Regions from separate parts of the Hordeum vulgare genome. Here region 2 is linked to region 1. A link is a contact called in public Hi-C data. All regions are on one chromosome and are shown on one strand. The core of a region is the stretch at or near the end of the contact, and the rest is flanking DNA. Distances in the headings are between cores, read along the strand shown.

The links. Hi-C and Micro-C count contacts between places; a contact is called where the count stands out from the background.
Region 2: a contact with region 1 is called in a Hi-C map of seedling, with 3 times the contacts expected there. The contact joins the promoter of LOC123398175 here to the promoter of LOC123452614 in region 1. A contact is called at or near these places in 1 of 6 Hi-C or Micro-C datasets (seedling) and 1 of 1 datasets of contacts at active chromatin or transcription factors (embryo).

Annotation. Positions count from the first base shown.
Region 1 is chr5H:385,093,247-385,096,941 of MorexV3_pseudomolecules_assembly, forward strand. It overlaps LOC123452614 (lipid phosphate phosphatase 2), which reads right to left and starts at 1,836. Exons shown (of 9, transcript XM_045129301.1): 1 at 1,585-1,836; 2 at 1,209-1,371.
Region 2 is chr5H:385,731,530-385,735,224 of MorexV3_pseudomolecules_assembly, forward strand. LOC123398175 (pathogenesis-related genes transcriptional activator PTI6-like) reads right to left here and starts at 1,758. Exons shown (of 5, transcript XM_045092671.1): 1 at 1,599-1,758; 2 at 962-1,139; 3 at 229-332; 4 at 1-100.

The DNA of each region.
Region 1 (3,695 bases), core at 586-3,085:
GTAAGGAACGCAGCAGAAAATAAAATTTTAAATAAAATTTCAAGTCATACGCTAAGCTCAGTTAAGTACTGCAATTGTGTCAAAGAATCTACAAAACTTAAGATGTCATTCAGTTGATAGAAACTAAATGGCTTAGAATTCTTGTAGCGATGTCTACAGGAACTTACTGGCCCAGATGATCTTGCTAAGTTACAAATTATCTCAGCTCATAATCCTGTCTTGGTGTATTCATTATTTCACAATTCTCTTTCTGTAACTGGTTCCTAAATACTCCCTCCATCCCAATTCCCAAAATAAGTGACTCAACTAGTACAAAGTTGAATCACTTATTTTGGGACGGAGGGAGTAGGTGATAATTCCCTAGTTACGAACTCAAATAGCATCACAAAAGAATAGAAAAGCAATTACATGGGCCTGCATGATATATAAAAATATGATAGGGCTATAGGAAGGATAAATGCAAACTTGGCATTGTGTATTGCAATATCCCCATTTCTCCATTGCAATCCTAATATGATAGGGTTCCTAAGCAGAGCTGGAATATTCATATGCAATCACAAAGGTTTGAACATAACAATGATGGTACAGCCAGCATCAGTGTTCTGCTATCAATGTAAATTTTGGCTTTATTTCTTCCATCACTTGAGAAAAGATTTAAGAATGCAAATTTACTATGGAGTAGCCATAAAGTAACGAGATAAAATTGTAAATAGAATTTGTGAAGATCTGACTGTCAGCATCGCCATACATGAAACACTGCAAAGATTGAAGTACTAAGCGGTCGAATAAACCGGAACAACCTGGAAATTTTCCTTGTGACCAAACAACTAAACGAGTTTATGGTGAAAATCCAACTAGTTGAAACTGACAAACCCAAGGAGTAAACTGAATCATGAATGAACCAAACAAACTGTTGAGTTATCCAGACAATCAACACACTGCATGTACCTCGGAAACTCGAAAAAACAGGGCCAATCGCTGAATAGAACAGTGGAAGCCTCAATGAAACAAAAACTCCCAAGTCACGGAACAAATAATGTCGACCCTTACTTTAGTCCTGAAACAGGCCAGCTTCGAAACTAATAGCCAAAACTCCTTCTGCTGATTCGACCACTTGACCATTAAACACTGGAAACGGTTGGCTCGATGTCGAAATTTTCAAGCCAACTGGAAGTAAAGATTGAATAGGTACGGCCTAGAGCAGCTACCTGTTGCTGGTAGTATCACTTTAAAGATCGTCCGTCGGTGGAGCAGTTGTTTGCCCACTGCCACTTGACTCTGGGGGGCGGACGGCCGTACCAATATTTTTCGCACCAAATCTTGTTCGACGCGGTTAGCAGGGACCGATAGTGCGCTCTGAACAGTAAGAACCTAACCAAAACCATGGAGCAGGTGGACTAAGATTGCTGAAGCAGCGGCGCCCGCAGCGAGGGAGAAATTTATTAGAAGGAAAAGAAAAGAAGGAGGAGATTCGGGTGGGTTGCCCCCGGGTGCAGCGAGGGAAGGATACGACACTCCGGAACAAAACAAAACAAAACAAAAATATATCCAAACTCATCCAGCAATCAAGATGGCGTTCCTTACCGACGCGAGAAGGAGTCGAGCGGAGTCGGATCTCCAGCGCTCCGCCCTGGAGGATGCCGGGGAGAAGACGGTGCTCCGCGCCGCCGGCGACGGTTGGGCGCGCGACGGATGGATTGCGGGGCTGGGAAAGAAGAAGAGACGAGGGTTGGTGAGGGACTGAGGGGATTATTATTGGTTGCTTTGTCCTTTAGAGGAAACAAAAAAAAAGTGGAGTGGGGAATTTTGCTTTCAAATGATTTTGAATCTACTCCTGCTCTACATGAAACCGTCTGGTAGCGTTGTGGTGGGCGCTGTGGGGACAGCCAAACGCTTGAGAGTTGAGGCGTCCAGATACTCGAGGCGACAACCTTTGTTGACTGCTGCTATGGGGTGCGTGCCGCCATGCGAGAACGACCACAGCCGCAGGTCTTAGCCATTTTGAACGTATTAAGGCCTGTTTGGTTTCAATAAGTGAGGTGATTTATAAGCCACGTCTGTTTGGTTGTCATCTGATTTATAAGTCATTTTTTTTTTTGCGAAGAACTTATAAGTCACCTGACCACATCTTTTCATCATGTTTTATATTATAAAACCAAAAAGATGATGGGTCCCATACAAAAGTGGATGGCTTATAAGTTTTAAGTTTGGGTGAAGCAACTTATGACTTATAAGTTAGGGTGACTTATAAGTTAGGTTCATTTGGTAAAATAAGTCACTTTTTGCACTTTTCAACTTATAAGTTGGTGACTTATTTGAAACCAAACAGGACTTTATTATCTTCTCTTCTTCGGGAAAAAGAGAAGCCATTTTGAGTCTATTATCTTTCCTCTTCCGATTCACGTCGGGAAAAAGAAAAGCGTAAGACACACATAACCAACAAAGGTCCCTAATCGTTCAGAATTCGTGTAGTTACATTTGTTGGTTGTGGGTGCTTCGAGTTGGCCGTGGGGTTCGCTATGCATATCAGTGTGGTACGTTAGGTTTTTTTTGTAAAGTCATGGTATTGTATTTTCTTTAACGATACTCTATATCTATTTGTATTTTTTATGTTGGTTTTTCTGCTTGTTAGCTAGACATGCTTTGTCTTGGGCGTTTTTTCTCTTTCTTCCTTTTTTACACTTCTGACTTGTACGGTTTTCAGTCCGTCTTTCCTTGTAAATGAGGTCGACTTGTTTAATTTTTTATCATATTTCTTTTATAAACTGTATCGGTAAAAACTTAAAGAGCGACTCTTGAATTTAACTGTTTTTTAAGTAATGTATTCAGGTGAGAAAAGATCCCCTTTTCATGTGACTATTTAAATAAACATAGCCAACAAAACAGGGTCATCTACGAAGGTGAAGGTATAGGGCTATGTACCTGTAAAAAATTGAATGAAGGAGTAGGCATAGGTGGATGACATTTTCTAACATTGCGGATTTTTTATATAGCAAATGTTAAGTCGTCCCTAGTCTACTCTTTTCCAGACTTGTGCAGCTTTGTGTCCCACGTCCTGCTTCAGAGCCAGATGTCGATGAAGGTGAGGTAGACGATTCAACCGAATGGGTCGACCTCATGGTCTTTGCGGCCCGACGCAGACAACGCGGAGTTGCCGATGTCGGCAACGTGTGTGATCGTTCGCCTCCTCATTGATGCGGAGCCGCCACCATTCCTTGCGGATGGCGGAGGCGCTGCCCAGGGAATCGCAAAGCGCCCGTTACAATGTTTCGCTTGTTCTTCTTCTTCTCGGCGATCTGGACCTCCGCACAGCAGTGGTGCCCAAGGAGCCTCAGGTTGGACCGCTGCTCCTCTTGTAGCATCTCAAACATGGGGACCGGCGGCTGCGCCTCTGCGATTACAATGTTGTAGTATGCAACTCCCTGTTGTAGGGTGTGTCTCGCAGGCGACACATTCGCTTGCTCCTCCTTCGACGTCTTCCACATCCAAGTGGTTCGTGCGTCGTGCACACCTCTGCTTCTTGTAGGGATCTCCCGTCGTAATGCGGTTCGCGCACCGTTGACGCCGTGCGTCCACCTCGGTCGTGATTTTGTTGTGACGCCACGGTGAGAGGGTCTTCCACCACTCACGGCGGGTCTCAAGCATTGGTCTCAAAGGTCGAAGAAGAAAGAAGGGTGTGATGGTGGCTCAGACGA
Region 2 (3,695 bases), core at 508-3,007, 640 kb after region 1:
CTCACAAAAGAAATCTGCTTTCTGGCTGATTGTTTATGAACTTGAGGAATGTCAATGAGAATGAAGGAGGAGTGCTAAACTTAATCCACCCAAACCAAACCTGCAAGCATCCAAAAACTGTCGATGAGGCCCAATCTTTCTTAGGCAAGTGGTAAAAAGGAGAGATCAGACATATTCACTGTTTTCTCCCCTCTGAAATACATTTCCTTGCGTAGAGTAAATACTTACCAAGCTTATCGTGATTTGGGGGATTCTTGTATCGTTATTACTTCAAGTGCACGGGGCACTGGTCTAAATGCAGAAATCCAGAGTACTTCACCCCAAATCCAAATCTGGAGGCACAAGCAAGAAAGCACAGCTCATCACTACAGTACAAATTTACATGGCTGTAACTGGCTCGGCTGTGAGAAACGTATGTTTGAATGCATGTACATATCTTTTGACTAAATAAAGCAATGCCACCATTTATTGTGCAGGTCAGCTTTGAAATCAGTCCAAGATTGGAGCACACGTACGAACAAACTTGCTAAAGGAGCAATAATTAAGATGACCGGATGAGAACGAGGACAAGACAACTGTTTAAATTGGAAGAAAAAAAACTATCGATCAAATTTGTTACCAAGAAAAAACACATCATTTGGTGGTACACTCATCATGGCTAATCCAGAGCAAACCAAGAACAGGACGGGTACTACATATAGTACTAGATGAACAAACTATTGCAGTTTATTCTTGTGGGAATAAAGTACTAATATTAAGGGAAGATTAAAATAAGACGATCTCTGAACTTTCTATTGTGAGTTCATCTTCTGAAGAATAACAAGATGTGATAATACTGACTCTTTCAAGTAATAATATACAAGAAACTAGACCAGGGGAAACAGGTAGTAGTGATTCGACATTGTTGTCGTCAGTTGTTGCGACCAGACCAGAAACTAGTGCACTGAGCGGACGTGCTTACCGGGAGATCTTGAAGCGATAATCCTGAGTTCTGGCGCCCCTCTGCCGAGCTTGTGGGAGAAGGGAGCAAAAAGCAGAAGGAGGTGATGGTGATGGGAGCTCAGAACCATGGAGCAGCAGAGCAGGCGACATAAATCAAGAGCGATCGCTCGTGCTGGCTGGCGGTCTCTACTCCAACTCTGTGATCATCGCACCAACACCACGAACGGAAAGTATTAACAAAGGAAGAAAAAAAATAACAAGAACAAACACGAGAGATTATATGGCAGGCAAATCAACCGGCGAGAGAAGGAGGACTGGAGCAGCAAGGACGAAACACCCAGGACAAATATATTTTTTCCATGTTTCAATCATCGGATAAAAAGAGTTTCCATATTTTGTGCCTATGAATTTACGGAAAGAGCACGACCAGATCGGCACCAAAAAGGAGGAGAAATCCTCGAAGAGAGGGGGAAAAAAACTCGGCAACAACCCGGACCGAAATCCCCGCAATTACCAAACCAGGAACGAATCACCGCAAAAGGACCGGACTTTCGGAAAGAAATCGGGGAGGACGGGAGACCGATCCATGCCGTCGACGGAGGCGAGCAGCCGGACCGATCTTGCGAGAGAGAGCATTGGATTCGGCTGCCGCTTACTTGGTTGCTGGAGCCGCGGATGCCACTGCGATCCCCGGGGGAAGCGGTGAGGGGAATGAGACGGCGGATCGGGCGGGGGCTTTGTGGCAGCTCGTGGCGGGGGCGGAGGGGATCGGAGTGGCGCGGGGGAGTGGAGGTCTCTCTGGTTTCTTGATTTCTGGGGTGGGGAGGGGAGGGGGTTTAGCGAGGAGAAGGGAGAGGAGACGAGCGGAGCGGAGGGGCGAAACGTGTGACGAGGTACTGCGGGGGGCAGTAATTATAGGTGGGGTCCCCCGGCGGATGGTCAAATTGGCTCGGGCACACCACTCGTGCACACGGGCTAGAGCTTTGATTTGTTTTTTAGGGGATATTTATTTGTGGTTGCTATGATTATTATGGTTTTTGATGATTTGAAAATCATGATTCGGTTAAAAGGACTCTTATTGCCAGCTGGGTTGAGTGGGAGTTGAGAAGTCTTGTCAGAACAAATAAACCATTGGGATTAAAGATGTTTTTTTTTACGTGTTGGCTTTGTGTAAAGCCTTGTGTATATGGATGGCTATGTGTAAAACATTTTGTATAGTGTGCACATAAGCACTTGGATCGAGCGCCTAATGCAGGTATTATTGTTTTTTGTTTATGAACTTCCCAATTGTTTACCACAATAAGTTTTATTTGACTCCGAAGAGGAAGGGGCGATGACGGCTTCATGACTTTTAACTTGCTTCATTCTCTACCACCACAAAGGCTGACGATAGCATGTGCAATCCTATCATCAAGGTGTCCGGCGATAGGTGCGCACATGCACTGTATCTCATACTTATATTTTTTTTGCGGTAGGACGTACACCCGTACCGCCAGGTGCCTTGGTGGTAGGCTAGTATGGCCTACTGCCATCGATCCTGGCGGTAAGAAAAGGATAAGATCCCCAAATCTTTTCAAACAGGGGTTAGATTCGCCTAAAATTTTACAAAAGGGTCAAAACATCAAATTTTAGCATTCGATGTGCTACCATGATTAAAAATGAGTAGACCATAAGTTTTTCAAAAGAAAAGTAACTCACACGAATATTCCTCTAATTGAAATATGTCGTGACTGCGGTGCAAATGACTTTTTAACACCTTTGCTATTTTTATGTGCAGTGTCACTCAATTTTGTAGGTGATTTTTGGTTTTGTTTTGGTCATTAATAGTTGTAGCAAATCGATCTCTCCAGTTGTGCTCGTGCACATTATCCTCCATGTAGGGTGCATTTGGTTGCATTCCCTAACTACTATGGTTATTTCCACCTAAGACATGTTAAGCGTAAACATACTGAATAAATGCATTGCTGTTGTTTGATAGTAATGTATGTGCTGGAACATGTTGAGGTGAGATTTTGTTTGATAGACTGCACCCGAACATACTTGTTGGACTGAGACTGTGTTTGATAGTTTGTATATGAGGTATGATGCCAAATGTATTTTTTGATGGCATTACAATAACAACACTTCACTGATAATGCGAGTAAATAAGACATCACTGTTCCAACACAATCCGAGCAATGATAAATTATTTCGATGATATAATTATGAAAAAATAACAATTAATATATAATGGAGCAATAATAAATCACCTTTGGGACATGTCTCGACAATATAATAAGACATAAAACCAGAATTCGTAGGAGTGTGTTAGTAGATTCATATTACATAGCCTCATTCGAAATTCAAGTTATAATAGACACTACAAAAGAGATAGTCCCAACAAGTAACATCTTACATCAATTCCTCAAAGAAGATCGGGATTGGTTTCCAAGATACACTTGAAATATGCTTGACGGACATCATCATTCGTCTTCAAAAAGTTAAGGCCTTTTGCCTTATGTTCCGTGAGATAATCTAAAACAACCAAGGCTCATTTTAGTCAAACATAATAAGGTCCATGACAACCTTATACAAGTCAGGATATGTTTCAGCATGACAGGTGTTGTTGATGGCACTTGCAATCTTACGCATAGCATCAGTCATGTTGCTACACTAGATTGAGTCGTCCTCGGTCAAAGTAGATGTATTTCAGCACATAGATACCTTATTCCAGCAACTCAAAAGCATATTTCAGCACATATATAGTGTATTTC